3 separate regions of the Mus musculus genome follow, and regions 1 and 3 are each linked to region 2. The links are chromatin contacts, called in public HiChIP or PLAC-seq maps. All regions are on one chromosome and are shown on one strand. The core of a region is the stretch at or near the end of the contact, and the rest is flanking DNA. Distances in the headings are between cores, read along the strand shown. Region 1 overlaps Kazn (kazrin, periplakin interacting protein). Region 2 overlaps Tmem51 (transmembrane protein 51). Region 3 holds the start of Fhad1os1 (forkhead-associated (FHA) phosphopeptide binding domain 1, opposite strand 1).

Region 1 (2,898 bases), core at 224-2,723, 69 kb after region 2:
TGCTTACCTACAATTCCCACACTCACAGATGTGACTGGGCCTCAGGTTCCTCACCGGTAGGTAATACAGGCTGGGGGTTAACAGAGTTAATTACGGAACACACAGCATGGAGCCTGGCCCATGGCGTGTATGCTTAATGAATGTTAGATATTATTGTTGTTACTATTATCTGTTACACGGGTTGGAGCCTGGGAGTATGATCGGGAAAGCATGCAGAAAGGCTACTGAGGATGGCCCTGGAGGTTGAGTACTGCACAAGCCAGGGTGTCAGTCACCCGTTACCCCAGGACCTCAGCATTTCCCTAAGGAACAGCTCTGGGTGACTCTACTTCAGTGTCGGACTAACAAGTGCCATTTGGAAGGTATTCTTTCATTAAGGAGGTGCTGGCAGGGCACTGTGGCTCAGTGGTTGGGGTTTCCCTTGCATGCACAAAGCTATAGGTTCTACCCCCAACCCCAGTACTGCTGTTTACTAGACGAAAGCACAAAAGGGGGGCGGACTTTTGGGTTAGTGTGGCCCCACTCTTTTTTTTTTTTTTTTTTTGGTTTTTCGAGACAGGGTTTTTCTGTATAGCCCTGGAACTCACTTTGTAGACCAGGCTGGCCTCGAACTCAGAGATCCACCTGCCTCTGCCTCCCGAGTTCTGGGATTAAAGGCGTGCGCCACCACGCCCAGCTTGGCCCCACTCTTAAGTGGCAGAGCAGTACAAGGGCCAGCTTGGACTCTGACCAAATCACGCTTTTCTGAGTAAATTTTCTCCATGTTTATTTGTTTTTCTTTAATCCAGCGTTGAGAGGCCAGGCTAGTTCTGGAATAGCAAATAAACTTCACCCTTGCAAGTCTGACTAATACTTGAAGTTTTGGAAAACGAGAGGTCCGAGGCCACTCTTGGATGGGTAGGGAAGTGTCTGATTGATTAGTAATGTCTGCCTGAGGCCAGGCGCAGACTACTGTGTCTCAGGTATGAACATGCCTGCCTGCTTAGGTTAGCCTTGGGTGGATTCACAATCCTGGCTGCCAGCTACAGCCACCGGAGAGGTAAAAGCCTATGATTCTAGGGAGTGCTGACATTGACCGTTTCCCCTCCACAGGCATGGCCATTGAGAACTCTAATAGCCAGAATCCCTTATTGTTCCTAGCATCCCAGTGACTTCACTGACCTTGGAGCATGCTGTGTCTTTGTCTAGGCTGCCTGCTGGCAGAGCTGGAAGAGGCATTCAAATGCATTCTCCCACGAGTCTAGTTTCTGACCATAAAAAAATGAAAACTGAGGCCACTGGCTACAACCAGGATGTGAGGTTTCCTAGATTGGCTCTTCCCAGGACTTATGGGAAAACCAAAATTTTGCACCCCCCGGGGGGTGGGGGGTGCGTCTTGTGAAACTGAAAAAAAAAAAAAAAAAAGCCTAGTCTGTTCTGCCCTGGACTCTGATGTCATTTTAAGTCACTGGCTGCCTGAGGACTAGGGACACAGGGGTCTGCTGAGACCTGAGGAAAATCACAGCCACGGACAGCTCTGACCTCTGGCTAGAGTGTGAGGGGAAGGAAGGGAGGCCGTGAAAGCTGGGGGAAGCCTCTGAGCTCCAGGGAGTGGGGGATCCTGGGCCAGGAGGTGCTAAGTTACAACGTGGGCAGCCTCAGATGCCGACTGCCCCTCCAAATTAGCAAGATGTTCTGGAAGTCCACCTGGCTTGGCCCCCCTTCAGGGGACTTAGCATCCAACCAACTTCCAACCAGCTTTTCCCGGTCCCTCCTGTCACCCGGCCTAGGAATTTTATAACGTGATGGTCATGCAAGTTGTACCTCCTGCAGGGACACGGCTCCCTCTTGGAGCACCGTAGAAACAATCAAATCACATAGAATTCCATCATATTTTAAAATAAGCTTTATTTAGACTTTTTTTTAATATTTTATATTTTGCATCCATGCCTTCGAGAAACCTCTCCCATGGGAAAAGGTCATTTTCATCTAGAGTTACCCATAACTCAGTCCCTATTTGATGTGATTCTCTCAAATAAAATCATCCTTAGTAACTCATAGGATGATCCTCCTAATTTCCAAAAACTGAAATGAAAAAGAATGACTAAGTCATTACCAGGAGAGGTTGCAATCTTATCTTCTTGTAAGTAAAAGGAAGGGAGGGCGGAACCATAAAAAACAAAATAAAATAAAACCCAAAAAATTCAGGGGGTGGGGGTAGTGTTTTCTAAGACCAGCTCTGGCCTCTCTCCCTTAACACCAGGCTGGGTTAATCAGCTGAGCTGAACGGTTTGTACACACAGGGTGGCATTAGGTGTCCCTGCTTGCTCTCTCTCTCTGCCTCTGGGGCCAGGTTGGGAGGGAAGAGGTGACCTGGTGGGGGCTTTTTGGCTTGTTTTTTAGAGACTTTGGACACAAGATCCTATACATTCCAGATGTTCCATCAAGCACTGAAAACTCACTTTTCAAGAGTGGAGAATGTTTCCGTTAGGGGGAGCACTGCAGTGGCCACAAGGGATGAGGGATGAGTTGTTAGTGGTTTAGGATCAGTTAGAGGGGACGGGGAGGGAAAGAAAGAGGAAACTGAGTTCCGGGGAGTAGGGCAGTAAGCACTGACTGGAAACTTGTGGGTTCTCCAGGCCCCAGTGCAGCCCCGTGGGGACAGTGATGCCCCACAAACAGGCACAGGTACAGGCACCTGCCAGCCCTCTTGGGCTTAGTCTGCTCGAGCTGCTGATATAATCAGAGGACAGGGCTCTGGGGATCATGGGAAAGTCCACGCGTGGCCAAAGAAGCCAACAGGACAAAAGAGGGCAGAGGGCTTGCCTGCTAGATACTGTCCCCAACAGCCCTTCCCAGGAGGTGGGCATCTTCTCTATTGACACCGGCCTGGCCTACGTCTGGAATAAACTAAGGATG
Region 2 (3,045 bases), core at 329-2,828:
TGCCTGGCTTAGACGAGTCCCTGAGTTCCGTCCTCAGCACGTGGCGGTGCATTCGTATCCTCTCAGTACTGAGAAGGGTGGCACGAGAGGAACAGACATTCAAGGCCATCCTTGGCTACATAGTGGATTAGAGTCTAGCCTGGTCTGTGTGAGATTGTGTCTTTTAAAAATGCAACAGTAAAAAAATTCACAACTAGCACTTGGTTCATTTAGTCTTTGCAAAATTCCACACACACACACATACCCTTGGTCCAGCCTGGCCTCAAATTCTCTATCCTCCTGCCTCAGTTTCTAAAGTGCTGGAATTACAGGCTTGCAGGCCATCATGCCCAGATCTCACAAAATCCTAAAATTATTCTCTCTATTGAGAGACCTGAGCATTGATTGGTCCAAGGTCACCACTATCATTAGGACAAAGGTTTGAATTTTAATGTTGCCATAATCCAAGGTAATACATACTTCTTGGTAAGGAATATGGTACAGCTGAGAACAGAGGGTATATAAACCTCACATAGTTTACTGTCAGAACCGTATGGTAAATGGCTTACTCTCTGCCCCCCCCTCCCCAAGATGTCTCAGCAGGTACAAGAGCTTCCCGGGCAACCTGGATTCCATCCCCCGTAAGAGAATGTTGTCCTCTGATCTCCATATTTAAGCTGTGTCATATTTAAAGTTGTGTCATATTTAAGCCGTGTCATGTGCATGGTCCCTACAAGCTCTTCACTCACACAGTCAATGATACAAAATTTTTAAAAAGATGTATTATTTATGTCATCTTTGAAATGAAAAATAGCCAGGGCAGTTTTGAAACCCACCCTTTTACAGTTGGAATCATCTTTCTGTGCCTTCCTACTTCTTCCCCCATGTGGATGGACCGAAATTGTGTCGGACACTTAATTCGCATGAAAGAATATTTCAGTTGTGGGGGGAAGGTTTTAGCCTTATGGGTGGTGTCTAGCCAAGCCTCCTTCCCACAGAAAGCAGCATGTCCTCCAGGAAGAGTCGAACACCCAGCAGCCGCAGCAACTATGCACGTGCTTATCCTGAGCATTCTCACCTACAAGACACACACTCCGCGTGATTTCACCTTTTGCTAAGTGGGAAGAGGGGCTTGCTACCTCGGCCACACAAACGCAGGCATCCCACTGGTTCTGTGTGTAAAGACACCAGCCTCCAGGCCTGACCTTGAGCCCCACCCCAGGGACCCTCAAAGTGGGGAGAGAGAAGCAACTCCTTCAGGTGTCCTCTCACTGCCACGTGCAGCCGTGCCACATGGACGTGCCCCTGTGTACACACATTCACACAAAGAAGGAAGGTAATGAAAGCCAATTTAGCAAACAGACAAAGAGCACAGAGTCTGGAAGGGGGCTGACTGAGCTGAGTCCCCGGGGTTCTTTTCTAGCTGGTGGCCCTGTTACCAACAGTGGAACAACACAGGGGTCCCGTTCCTGGCCTCACAGGCTTTCAGTTGCATTGAAAAACAACGCAGGTTCGGAGGCGGCAGACTGCTGAGCACTGAACTGTACTGATCTCTGGGCCCGCTGCACTCCGATGCCCCTCTGAGGACAATAGTTGTTACCTTGGCTCTTTATACAGAAGCTTGCAAGTTGCTTCTGTTGAAACCACTGGTTTGCACTGGTGTCCAGCATGTGACCTTTTTGTTTGGTTTTGGACCCTGGGACAAAGGACTAAGGTGCATATTTTACATATCAAAGCAGACCTGGCCTCCACAAAGCATCCCTCAGTCCATACCTGCCCCCACTTTCCAGCTGGGGGGGGGGGCGGGAGGGGGCTGGACTGCCCTTCCTAAGAGGCTCTTCCCTATATAATCCAGACACTTTGCTCTCTCTCTCTCTCTCTCTCTCTCTCTCTCTCTCTCTCTCTCTCTCTCTCTCTCTCTCTCCCTCTCCCTCTCCCTCCCTCCCTCTCCCTCTCCCTCTCTCTCTCCCTCTCTCTCTCCCTCCCTCCCTCCCTCCCTCCCTCCCTCCCTCCCTCTCTCTCCCTCTTTCTCTCTCTCTCTCCCTCTCCCCCTTCCCCACTCTCCCTCTTCCCCCTCCTCTCCCTTCTCTCTCTTCCAGCACCCTATCTCTCTTTCTCCCCCCCCCCCATCCCCATGTCGACTCCTCTGGCCTCAATCCTTGGGGGCCAGTGAACTCGCTCGAGTGCAGCTTCCCAATAAACCTGCATTTTATATAATCAAATCTGGCTTGAATTGGCTCATTCCACTGTCGGAGAAATAACCTATCAATTTTGGGGTCAGAAAGCAAAAAAACAAACAAACAAAAAAAAAAAAAAACCAAAAACAAAAAACCCCAGCACCCTTGGTTCATGCTGACCTTGCCGTGAGTACACACAAGCACCCCGAGGAGCCCAAAAGTTTGATACTGGATTTGCAGGACATTCCCTGTGACTCTGGTCACCTCCCCTAAGCTATGAATCACCCCACTTCTTTACCCCAGAAGTCTCCCCAAACTCCATACTGGTCTCTCTTTGTAGCCCAGACTGGCCATACTTAGCTTCCTTGAGAACTGGCCCACCACATGGCAGGCAAATGGCCTGGCTGGGAATATTATTAATCGACCCCTCAGAAATGAAAGTACTGAAGATCAGTAGTCCCTAATGACCAGGAGGTCCCTAAAGAACAGGAGTCCCTAATGACCACGAGGAGCCAGGACCCTCCCATCCCTATTTAAATTACAACTATTCAAGTTGTGATCTAAAGGACAGAAACCCTGGAGATGTGGAGATGTTGCACAGTGGGTAGTAGCCCCCTGCCTCAGTTTCCCTACTAGTCAGAAGATTGTTCCGAACATTCAATAGCTCCCTATCCACGAGGATAATTGGAGGACATACCTCCCTCTTCTCCAGATAGCAATCCTGTTAAGGACAGTCCCCAAACATCTTAGGCTTTCATCACAATGATGGCTCTGTCCCTCAGGAATTTCCCTAACTACTTCTTGAATGGTGTTCAGCCAGCTTACAGGAAGCCTCATCAAGTTCCGGGAAACCAGCTCCTCCCTGGAGGGAGAGCACGTGCGCTCCTCC
Region 3 (2,729 bases), core at 139-2,638, 87 kb before region 2:
TATCTGGAGGAGTTCACCCCTGGAAAAGACTGATTGTCCCGCCCACAGCAGCCACTGATTGCCTGTGGCTCTTCATCCAGGGGTGGGGCCTTGTGAGTCCCCACCCACTTTGCATGCCTTGTGTTTTCATAGGGAGGGATGGAACTCAGGTTCCTGCACTTGCAGAGCAAGTACTTTAGGAGCTGAGCCATCTCCTCGGCCCAATTGCTATCTTTATAAAACAGGAATTTGGATCTAGTTTCCAGAGAATAGAAGCTTTCTGGTAAATGGAGACCAAGTGGGGAACACATTTGATGACACTGCCCATGGTGAAGCCAGGGACCACCACAGTCTCTCGGGGTGGGGGGGGAGGTGTCAGAAGACTGTGACAGATCTAAAGAACATTCTCCAAGGCCCAACACATGCCGCACTGGGAAACAGGGCCTGTGATGGCCTTCTGTCCGTATGCTCTGTGACGTCCCAGATGCCCTCTTCCTATCTGTGCTCGGGCTCCACTCTGACTGTGGTGTTTCTACGCTTTGACGGGCTTGTCCCAGAGTCCTACCTGGCTTTTCATGCTCTCAATCTCCTTCTGCCTGAGATCGTCGCCTTCATCCACGCCCTGGAGCTTCGGGTCACACCTGTTACTCTGCCTGGCTGCGGCGACAGCGGCTGTCTCTGACAACCTTTGGCTCAGGTCGGCCACCTCAGCCTGCAGGTTCATGATCAGAGCGTCTTTATATTTGGACTCCATTTCAAAGTCAGAGAGCCGATTAACCTCTCTCCCCAAGAGCAGAATGATCTCGTCCTGTGTGGGGACAAGAGGGAGGCTTGGTATGGGTGTGGGTGGCAAGCTGGGCCTGTTTCTACAATCTAGGAGGAACTGGGTGTCACTAAGGGAAAGGCAGGTGAGGGGGAGAGGGCAGGCAGAGGGCCTGGAGAGAAGAGAGTTGGGCTAGAACCACATATCCGTACCTAGATGCTTATAATGGAGTCTCCCAGGAATAGAATCTCTTTTTTTTACCCAGAAAAAAAAATACTTTCATGTGGTAAACCACAGCCCCCTGGGAATGTCAGAGGACATTCTGCACACTCCCTTACAAGGCCCATGTTCAGGGTGTTGGAGACCCAGCACAGGTAAATGGATTGGGATACATGGGAATGCACTCTGACCATCAAGAGGACATTATTAGTTTAATAGTTTTTATGTATTCTGAAGAGGTCATTTCTCTCTTTCTCTTCTTCTGGGAGTCCCTGTTTCCCTCTGTCCGCCTCAGGGAAAATGTACTCAGCGAACAGAGTTGAATCAGGAAACAGAACACTGAATGCTTGTGAACACTCGGGTGGGTGGGGGGGTGGGGAGCTGTGGGTGGAGTTCCCCACGGGTGGAGCCAATGTACCTCCTCACTAGGAAAACACGGGAACCAAGACGTCTCTGTTTCTCCAAAGCTGGAACAGGTACCCTGAACCTCTCAGAGTGATGGAAAGACGGGAAAAACTGAATTCTAGCTGTGTGCCTGGGGAAACAGATGGTGTCACGGGCACGAGGAAGCCCACGGGCGTTGCCAAGGACCTCTGGGTCCTTGTGAATGTCTGTTACAGCTCTTCCAGGAGACTCTGTTTCTTTTGTTCTGTATCTTCAGCATTTTACCCAGCCTCATCCACAGCGAGCCACCCTGGGCCTCCACACTCAGCAGCACAGAATTGATTATCTTTTTGTGCCACAGAGATCTACTGGGCACCTACTGTGTGCTGGGCTCTGCACTGGATGTAAACAAACCTTCAGGTACAGTGTCCTGCCGTGGTTTTCGTTCTCTCTGGTGCTGTCCCTGGTCTCTATGCCCTCCTTAAGGGAATGTCATCTGCTCCTTCCGGGTGGCTTTGGTAAGAGTGGATGTCAATCAAGTAGCTCACTTCCTGTCCTTCCTGCTCCTGTCCCTGTGACCCAGGCTGGTCAACCAGTTGTTTCTGGTGTGGATTTTGGGTCGGGGCAGGGGTTCCCCCCTCTCTTTGTATCATGGACTTTAAGTACAGAGCTTGACCATAATCATCCGGTCAGCACAGGGAGCTAGCCTGCTGGGGACTGTCAAACTGCAGGAAAAACAAAGAGTAGAACAGGCAATGGGGACATTCCAATGACATCCCTGAAGATCCTGGATGTACCATGCCTGAGGCTTGATAGCCTTTCTTTTTTCTTTTTTAAAACTATTTACTTGTTTTATGTTTATAAGCATACTGTAGCTATCTTCAGAAACAACAGAAGAGGGCATCAGATCCCATTACAGATGGCTGTGCGCCACCATATGGTTGCTGGAAGAGTAGTCAGTGCCTTTAACTGCTGAGCCATCTCTTCAGCCCCGCTTGCCAGCCTTTCAATAAGACTAGCTAATGAACATTTTCCACCCCCATTGTTGACTGCCACTTGTCCTTGAAGGTGCTTGGGAAATCAGGGCATAAAAGGTTCAAAACAGCAAAAACAATTCGGTTTTCACTTTGTTCCCACCTTAATAGGAGTTACGACGACAGCGGTAGATCAAATGTGACAAAAACTTTGTGGCTTTTGTCACTGAGTGGTATCAATGTCTACTGTCCACCAAGCAAGTCTGTGGCTCCAGGGGATGGATGGAAGCTAGCAGAGGTCACAGTACAGAGTGAGCTCTGAGTAAGCTGTCGGGATGCTGTGGTATCTGCCCTGGGGACCTGGGGGCTGCTCTGCTGGGGAGACACTGCACGAACAGGGCTTGCCATTT

Evidence for each region. HiChIP or PLAC-seq counts read pairs in DNA pulled down with a chosen protein or histone mark.
Region 1: an H3K27ac HiChIP or PLAC-seq map of embryonic stem cells shows a contact between it and region 2, with 21 read pairs. The contact joins two enhancer-like sites. A contact is called at or near these places in 1 of 39 promoter capture datasets (hippocampal neurons), 1 of 484 Hi-C or Micro-C datasets (B cells), 4 of 115 datasets of contacts at active chromatin or transcription factors (double positive thymocytes and embryonic stem cells) and 2 of 9 other capture datasets (adipose tissue and embryonic stem cells).
Region 3: a contact with region 2 is called in an H3K27ac HiChIP or PLAC-seq map of embryonic stem cells, with 13 read pairs. The contact joins the promoter of Fhad1os1 here to the enhancer-like site in region 2. A contact is called at or near these places in 2 of 39 promoter capture datasets (embryonic stem cells and pre-B cells), 4 of 484 Hi-C or Micro-C datasets (centroblasts, conventional type 1 dendritic cells, liver and 1 more), 11 of 115 datasets of contacts at active chromatin or transcription factors (bone marrow-derived macrophages, craniofacial prominence, embryonic forebrain and 4 more) and 1 of 9 other capture datasets (embryonic stem cells).

The regions. Positions count from the first base shown.
Region 1 is chr4:142,137,373-142,140,270 of GRCm38.p6, forward strand. All of the region lies in intron 11 of Kazn (kazrin, periplakin interacting protein), which reads right to left. Among named protein-coding and RNA genes, the nearest start is that of Gm35581, 12 kb to the left of the region's middle. Within about 2 kb of position 1,474, at least 28 of the 459 cell types and tissues checked have an H3K27ac peak or open chromatin away from gene starts, as enhancers often do. A contact at or near this core is called in embryonic stem cells, where this site is marked.
Region 2 is chr4:142,067,988-142,071,032 of GRCm38.p6, forward strand. The region is part of intron 1 of Tmem51 (transmembrane protein 51); the gene reads right to left. Among named protein-coding and RNA genes, the nearest start is that of Tmem51os1, 15 kb to the right of the region's middle. Within about 2 kb of position 1,579, at least 25 of the 459 cell types and tissues checked have an H3K27ac peak or open chromatin away from gene starts, as enhancers often do. A contact at or near this core is called in embryonic stem cells and liver, where this site is marked.
Region 3 is chr4:141,981,604-141,984,332 of GRCm38.p6, forward strand. It overlaps Fhad1os1 (forkhead-associated (FHA) phosphopeptide binding domain 1, opposite strand 1), which reads left to right and starts at 1,389. Exons shown (of 4, transcript NR_040672.1): 1 at 1,389-1,437; 2 at 1,623-1,765. Fhad1 (forkhead-associated (FHA) phosphopeptide binding domain 1) reads right to left here. Exons shown (of 32, transcript NM_177868.4): 5 at 545-787.